Linked DNA regions of Mus musculus: region 2 is linked to region 1. The links are chromatin contacts, called in public Hi-C maps. All regions are on one chromosome and are shown on one strand. The core of a region is the stretch at or near the end of the contact, and the rest is flanking DNA. Distances in the headings are between cores, read along the strand shown. Region 1 has its middle 9.9 kb from the start of Gm40981. Region 2 overlaps Aopep (aminopeptidase O).

Evidence for each region. Hi-C and Micro-C count contacts between places; a contact is called where the count stands out from the background.
Region 2: a contact with region 1 is called in a Hi-C map of bone marrow-derived macrophages, with 4 times the contacts expected there. The contact joins two enhancer-like sites. A contact is called at or near these places in 1 of 39 promoter capture datasets (embryonic stem cells), 2 of 15 datasets of contacts at CTCF or cohesin (CD8 T cells and the NIH/3T3 cell line), 49 of 484 Hi-C or Micro-C datasets (8-cell embryo, the AML12 cell line, B cells and 29 more), 6 of 115 datasets of contacts at active chromatin or transcription factors (bone marrow-derived dendritic cells, embryonic stem cells, fibro-adipogenic progenitors and 2 more) and 2 of 9 other capture datasets (adipose tissue and liver).

What each region holds. Positions count from the first base shown.
Region 1 is chr13:62,925,640-62,929,748 of GRCm38.p6, reverse strand. No RefSeq gene overlaps it. Among named protein-coding and RNA genes, the nearest start is that of Gm40981, 9.9 kb to the right of the region's middle. Within about 2 kb of position 2,183, at least 19 of the 459 cell types and tissues checked have an H3K27ac peak or open chromatin away from gene starts, as enhancers often do. A contact at or near this core is called in bone marrow-derived macrophages, where this site is marked.
Region 2 is chr13:63,024,001-63,028,109 of GRCm38.p6, reverse strand. All of the region lies in intron 2 of Aopep (aminopeptidase O), which reads right to left. Among named protein-coding and RNA genes, the nearest start is that of Aopep, 61 kb to the right of the region's middle. Within about 2 kb of position 1,794, at least 1 of the 459 cell types and tissues checked has an H3K27ac peak or open chromatin away from gene starts, as enhancers often do. A contact at or near this core is called in bone marrow-derived macrophages, where this site is marked.

The sequences.
Region 1 (4,109 bases), core at 934-3,433:
TCTTCCATGCTGAGCCTTAATCACTTTTCTTGAACGGCTCGTTCTAAATCTATCATGATCAGTTTAATTTCAGAGCCTAAACGGTGGCTTGGAGTATAGTGCCACATGCTTGTAATGCCAGCACTTGGGAGCCACAGGCTAGAGTATTGTGCATTAGAAGTATGTGTGGGCCGGGCGTGGTGGTGCACGCCTTTAATCCCAGCACTTGGGAGGCAGAGGCAGGCGGATTTCTGAGTTCGAGGCCAGCCTGATCTACAAAGTGAGTTCCAGTACAGCCAGGGCTACACAGAGAAACCCTGTCTCAAAAAGCCAAAAAAAAAAAAAAAAAAAAAAAAAAAAAAAAAAAGAAGAAGTATGTGTGGGTTACAAAAAGCCAAAAACCAAACTTGCTGAACCAAACAAACAGAAAGGGGGTGACTGTATGGTATGTGCACAGCCACAGTAGCAGACTCAGAAGCTTCAGAGTGCAGTAAAGACAGGGATGACTGCAGACAAATTCTGTCACATAATCTGAATCTCCAGTGCCAAATTCAGGTCAGTAGAGTGACTCCATTCAAGCTGGGAGATGGTCACCAGTCACCACCACCCCTCCCCCGTTATGATGTCCACACATGCTTAGCGGGAGGGTCCCTAGTTAGTGGGACCAAAAGAAAATGTAGTTAGGAAGCCCAGCCTGTAAGTAAAGACCCGGACCTTCCCTCTTTATTTAATCCTCAGCCAACCTTAGGGGACAGTGAGAGTCTTTCTGCTTCTTCATGGACCATCTTCGCTCTTAGTCTCACCCAGCAACATTCCGTCAATTCTCCAACTCTATGTTCATGGGCATAGGTTGACTCTTGCTTAAATTGTATGACTTTTGATTGGGTTAGGAGGGCATCGGGGATCTAGGGCCTCCCTCCTCAAACACCAACCAGGGTTTCAGAGTTCATAATAGGTGGTGTTTATTTTGACAGAATGAGGACACATTCCTTAAATCACTCTGGCAGGCATTAAATAGTCTCTGTTATATTTTGTGCCTCACAAAATCCTAAGTGGTCAGGAAAAGAACACACTGCCAGGACTTATCCCTTACCCAACCCAATTCTTGTACTCCTCTTACTGGCCCCCCACTGGAACATCTAAGTCAAGTCTCTGCTCTCCACATTTGGGGGGGTGAGGGGAAACATAGGGGCGGTGAGGTTTTAATGTGTCCCCCAAATTTCCTCTACATAGGAATGTGTCTCCAAATCCTATGCTCAGGAATTTGGGTGGCATCTGGGATTAGATGAGGTCATAGTGTGGAACCCCCAGGATTCAGTTTGCACCTTTTAAAGAAGAGACACATGACTCAAGCTAGCATGTTTGGTTTAGCACACATCCTGTGCTGTCTTATTATTCAGCATAGATTTTCTCGAACAAGAGGGCCCTCACATGATGCCGAGCTGATACTGGTGCTGTGACCTTGGACTTCTCAGCTTCTAGAATTCTGAGCTAAATAAACCTTATTCTTCATAAGTCATCTGATCTTAGGTATCTTGTAGTATTGACCAAGGCATTCAGCGAGCAAGAAATGAGCCCACTCTACAAGTACATATTATATCAGGAATAGCTGAATACTACAGAGAAATGAATATTGGCAAGGGGTTGAAATCCCAGGGATATCCCAGACACAACCATGTCCTGTAGTTTTCTGAGTCAGGGGCCTGGCCTTTACTGAGCTTTTCTTTAGGCTTTAAAGGTATCCTATAGACTATGTTGATATCATTATTCATTTCCACTAGGGAAGATCATTGGGGGAAACTGGCATCATAGTCAGAAAATGCTGGGGCTGGAGAGATAGCTTTGCTGCTCTCACAGAGGACCCAAGTTCAGTCCCCAACACCCACATGAGGTGCACAACTGCCAGTAACTCCATGTCCAAGGAATCAAATCTCTGGCCTTCCAGGCATTCCCATTCACACACACATACCCACACAGAGACACATTCATACACACAATTAAAAAGAAACTACTGTCTCTGCTGGAAATGACATGATTAGTATGATGACATCATCTATGACAACACCCAGGAGAGGAAGACTAGGACAGCATTTCCCAACAACAACACTCCTAAATTTTGTGTCCCAAGTACCAACTTGTCCTGACATAGCTCCATTAAGCAACTCTCTGAGGTCCTTATCGATCACAGTGACAGTAGCACTGGGAGTAGGTTTCAACTGCAGATTTTCTGCCCCACCCTTGACTTACTGAACCAGAAACCCCAGGGCAGACCTTACCAAGCCACATTTTAACAGGCACAGTGGGTAACTATAATCCAATGGTGCTTAAGAGTCACTCACACCTAGACTACACTTATGGAAACAGTATTTCTGAAGTACAACTTCTACTTTGTAGTTTTTTAAGTCACTTTCTCTCCTGAGCTGTGCTACATACAACATTGCGAATCAAGGTGACATGCTATACATACAAAACAAAGCAAACAACAAAGCTAAAACAAATGAAGATTCTTGCGGTTAGAGAGTTAAGGGAACCTGAGGCTCATGGAGCCAGTGAGCACTGAAGAAATAGATTGTGGTGCATAGTGAGTGTATCTGTGACCTTAGCATTCTGAAGACAGAGGCCAAGAGGATCATGAACTTGAAGGGATTAAAAAGAGCCCATGTGCCATTTCTTCCATCCTTCTGTGATCTCTCTATTTTGGTCCTCACTATTGTTCATAAATCTAAATAATACTGACACTAAGAGGTTTCTGCCTGGAACTCTTAGACCAACAGAAGACAGGATAGCGAGGTGATATTGACATGTTGAAATCGCTAACAAACATCTCCAAGGTCTGAGCCATAGCTTTCTTTAAATGAAGGTTAGCATTTTAATTCAAGGCTTTCCTCTTTAACAAGAATAAAAGACCACACAAGGTTGGAAAACAATCACCTCACATGCTCGCTCTCTCTCTCTCTCTCTCTCTCTCTCTCTCTCTCTCTCTCTCTCTCATGATCTGGCTGCTGTTTCCAGTGCTGTGTAGAAAGGCCCAGGTTTGCTGGTTGTACCAGAGGAGTCACTGGCTTGTAATTCAGGGGTTTTGTGTGGATTGGTGGTTTCATGACCCATACTGCCACCTCCTGGGGATTTCTCCATGGCCAGCTGTGTCATTAGCCTCAGGGTTCCAAACCAAAGAGCATAGGTTATGGTCTCCACCTGCTCTGTTTTCAAGGAGCTAAAATCAGGATGATGGTGACCATTTAAAGAGTCATATGCAGAAAATTAAAAACATTCTTACTGCACACCAACCAAGAGAGAAAACGCATAAGGGATTACTATTTTCTTGTTTTAAGATAGAATCTCAAGAAGTGCGAAGCTGACCTTGAACTCACTATGTAGCTGAGAATGACATTGAACATCTAGTCAGCTGTCTCCATTTCTCCAATACTAGCATTGCATGCACCATCGTGCTATGTTTGTGAGGTTTTGGAAATCAAACCCAGGGCTTTGGGTATATTAGGCAAGTCTTTTACCAGCTGAGCCATGTTTCCAGCCTCTCTTTTGAAACAGAATTTAATAGGATGGATGTCAAAAATAATGGGAGAAAACGTAAACATTCATAGTTTATAGTGACTGGTCCTGGAACACAGGGCTGTGAGCATTTGGTAAGTTCCATTTGTTTTCCAAAATTCCTAGAATAACCTGGTTTTAGGACACATTCCTTGGGATCATGGAGTGGGTAGCTTAGAGTGACAGAAATTCACTGATGGTTCTGGAGTCTGAAATCAAATTGTCCAAAAAGTCATGTTCTCTGAAGACTAAGGAGAATCTGTTTTTTGTCTAGTCTATGGGTGACCAACAATCTTAGTCGCTGTAATTGTTGCATTTCCCTCCATCAGGTGGTGTCTCTGTGTATCAGTGGCTCCTCCAAAGACACTGTCTCTTGAGCTAGGGGCTATCTCACTGCAGAATGCAGTGGCACATTTATGAAGATTGTTTCCAAATGACATCTCAATCTGAGGCTCTGGGTAGGATGTGGCTTTGGCGGACCCCTGTAAACTACACATGCTTTCGGTTCAAATCCTGTTTAAGCTACTAAATGCTTTAACCTTGAGCTAGTAATTGGTTGTTTGTGGATGGAATGTGTGTTG
Region 2 (4,109 bases), core at 545-3,044, 99 kb before region 1:
GATTACTATACAGAACGGCCTTCTCAGGAGAGAAGGGGGCGATTTCTGGTTTTGAAAGATTCCAACCTCACCTCTTTTCAACATGGTAGTCTTTGTCAGAGGCTTTGATCAGCAACCAGCAGCTAGAGAGCTATAAGTGGGAGATAGTTGGCAGCCTGAAAGGCCAAATCCGCTGTGTGGCTTCATGGGGCTTTTCTGAGATGGGGCAAATGGCTGGCTAGGGAATCACAAAAGCTGGTTTAGGGGTTACAAACACGGGAGTTTAGCTAGAACCATCTAGAAGTTTCCATGGGTTACAAAGTGTCCAGGCTTCCAATTTACTTCCACCTATTAATTTGCACTTAATATTTTTACAAGTTTGTGTTTTAAAGAAAACTGTGATACAGTTTCCACTACAGTAAGCAAAATCCCTGCTTTCTTATGCCACACATGGAGACCCAACATTTCCAGTACAGGAAGTGCCGCCAACAATGGGCTCCTCCTTTCCTCTCATAGTCCATTTCATTACATCATTACCAAATCCAGAACTCATCAATATCATCTAGACAGCAAGTCTAAAGACATCATTATTTTGAAGTGGACAGGACTTATTCAAGGGCAAAGGCAGGCTTTGTCACTTGGGAGCTCCTCCTGATGTCAGGCGGGAAGGTGGAAATCCTGTCATGGAATCGTCTCACCTTACACATGAAGAAATTAGGCTCTGGTTGTAAATAACTTTACCACAGTTGCCTGTTGTTGGCAGCATGGCAGCACCAGCACTCAGAAGCATCTGGGTTCTTCCCTCCAATTTTACAACAGACTACACTCTTCAGTTACATAGGCCACTGTTTTCTGTTGATATTAGATTTCCTCTCTCTCTCTCTCCCCCTCCGTCTTTCTTTTCCTTTCCCTTTCCCTTTTTTTCCCTTTTTCTTTTTTCCCTTTTTTCCCCTTTTCCCCCCTTTTCCCTCTCTTTCTTTCTTTCTCTCTTTCTTTCTTTCTTTCTTTCTTTCTTTCTTTCTTTCTTTCTTCCTTCCTTCCTTCCTTCCTTCCTTCCTTCCTTCCTTCCTTTCTTTCTTTCTTTCTTTCTTTCTTTCTTTCTTTCTTTCTTTCTTTCTTTCTTTCTTTCTTAATGATTTTAGCTAGGTGTGGTGGTGCATACCTTCAGTCCTTGGGAGGCCAGGTTGGTCTGCCAGGACAGTCAGGGCTATGTAGAGAGACCCTGTCTCAAAAACAGATAAACAAAGGTTTGTATTTTAAATTTAGAGATAGAATCATCTCCCTGTGACTCAAGTTAACCTTGAACTTACAAAGACCTGTCTTCCTCTGCCTTCCCTGTGCTGGGATTATAGGTGTGCATCATAGCTGACAGGATGTTCTCTTAAGAACTGAAACCTCAAACTATAAAGTTTCTGTGGGTGCAAAGGACATTATCAGCCCAGTGAAGAGGGAGTCTAGAGAGTGGGAAAAATATTTATCAGCCATCCATATGATAGAGGGTGTCTATAACATACAGAGTTAAAAACAAACAAATAAAAAACAATGGCTGATATTGCATAGTTAATTATATAACTATATAAATATAAATGTATAATTATATAAATATTACATATTTACTATTCTTGGCCACCAGAGAAATGCAAATTTAAACTACTTTGAGGTTTCATCTTCCCCAGTTAGAATAGAAAGAAAGAAGGAAAGAAAGAAAGAAAGAAAGAGAGAAAGTAAGCCAACAAATGTTTGTGTGAATGTGGGAAAGAGAATACTTCCTCATTGCTGGCAGGAGTGTAAACAGCGTGGAGGTTCCTCAAAGAGCTAGAAATATATCTACCATATGATCAAGCTATAACAGTCCTGGGAATATTCCAAATGACTCTACATCCTACAAGAGAGATACCTGCTCATCACTGTTCTTTGCTACTCTAATCACAACAGCCAAGAAACAGAAACAACCTAAGTCCAGCCATAGATGAGTGGATAATGAAAATGTGGTTCACAAATATAAAATAGAATATTATTCAACTGTAAAAAAAATAGTGAGATTTGCAGGAAATGGATGGAACTGGAAATAATCTTTCAGAGGCAACCCAGACACAAAAAGACAAGATCCACAGGTTCTCTTATATGTGGATACCAGACTTGAATCTTAGGTATGTTTAAGCTGGAATACTCATAGAGATCAGGGAGCTAGGAAGGGTCTATGGGGAGGAGTTGTTTCAAGGGAAAGAAGTCAGAATGCAGGTAGTATGGAGAGGAAAGGAAAATGGAATGGGAAGGGTTAAATGGTATGTGGATGGGAAGGGGAAGAGGAGGGAGTGCAGGACAGGATAATGAATACTAATGGCCTTGAAAAGGATTATATGGAAGTTTGTTGCTGCAGAAACTTACTCAAATACATACACATGTACATATCTACATAAGAAAGTTTAAAATGGAGTTACTCTAAAACAGGGAAACAATATATCTCCTCAAGACATTATAGATTATCATAAAAATCCCACTGCTTGTATGGGTCACTTCCCTTTAAGTTGTAGGTTAGTGGGATCCCATGATCCTCTCCCAAAACATTACAGGCTCTTGTCATTGTCCTGGATACCCTCCAGAACTTGATGGTAAGATACCACATACTTGAGTCACAGGACAAAAGAATCAAGGTGGAATCACTTGGAAGTTTCATCCCTAATAGCTAGCTTTCTCAGTGCTAAGGTTTTATGTACACTACTGGGAACGAAACAGAATCAACAATCTTATACAGTTATGAAGCCTGTGAGCTACAATGCTTAGCCTCGCACAATATGCCCACTGGCACGATAGCATCATGGATGTTGTAGGAGCAATCAACCAATTTCTGACCAATTTATGGTTTTGTTTGAAGCTTGTTCCACAAGATGGAATCTATGCCTGATATTGTTAACTGGGCCCAAGACTCATTTCTGGATGTCACGGGCTCCAGGGGAGAACCTAGTGCTACAATTCTGCTAAATGGACATAGTAATAAACTGCTCCCAAACTCTTATCTTTATTATACCCATAGTGCACCTCTCAGCCTCAATGGAGAAGCTTCTTTTTAAAGGATGTGGTAACTAATACAGAGACTTACAACTGATCAGTGGGCAGAAAATCAGAGACTTTGGAATGCTTGGCTCTAAACAAGACATCTATGTCACACCCCCTGAGCTCAGGGATCATGATAGAAAGAGGGAATCAGAATAAGTCAAGAGACAGTGGACATCTGCAGTGAAACTGGGCTGCTACACACATCACTCTCAGCAGCTATGGCTACATTTGTAATATCTGTATATGATCCCTTGAGGCTCAGGGATCTCATGCAGAAGAAAAGGCAGAAAGATTGTAAGAGCCAGAGATGACATGACAGAGGACTCGATCAAACTAGTGTCTTTCAGGTACAACGCATGTGCATATAAACTCAGAGAGACTGTAGCAGCATGCACAAGAACTGCACAGGTTCAAGATAGACAGTTTGCAGCATTGAGAGGGAAAAGTGGACATAGGATCCCACCCCTAACCAAGAAGCTATCTCCATCTGATACCCACTGGCAAAGGGAAAATCAACTTTTCCAATGGTGGGCCACTGAGTATATATCAGCCACATTCCAAGACAAGCCCCAAGCCCAGGAGGAGTTAGTTGGCCAGCACAAAATTAACTCAATGGTGTTTTTGTGAACGCTTTGCTTCGTTTAGCTTTGTTTGGCATTTTTGTCATATTGGTCTTTTGCCTGATTGACTTGATTTACATTTTTATGGTTTTGTTTTGTTTTGTTTTAAAAGAGAGAAAGAAGATAACGTTAGATGAGTAGAGCATAGGGAGGACCTGGGGTGAGCTGAGAGGGAAAAATCCAAATATAGTATATGGATAGTCTTAATTGTACAAGAACTGTATAAAGTCAAGCCATCGTGTATAAAATCAATGTTCAGCAATGGCAGAGGGAGAAGTCCCACCTCTATCTGAGAAGCCATTGGCAGCAGAAGGCTGCTGGAGGACGGAGAGTAAACTATCAAGAATGGGGCTCCTGAGAGGTTGTCCATGCTCCAGTGGATGGCCCCAGTGCACACACAATAAGCAGAGTCAGAAAGTGAGGGAGAGGCAGGGGAAAGAGAAGGGAAGACAG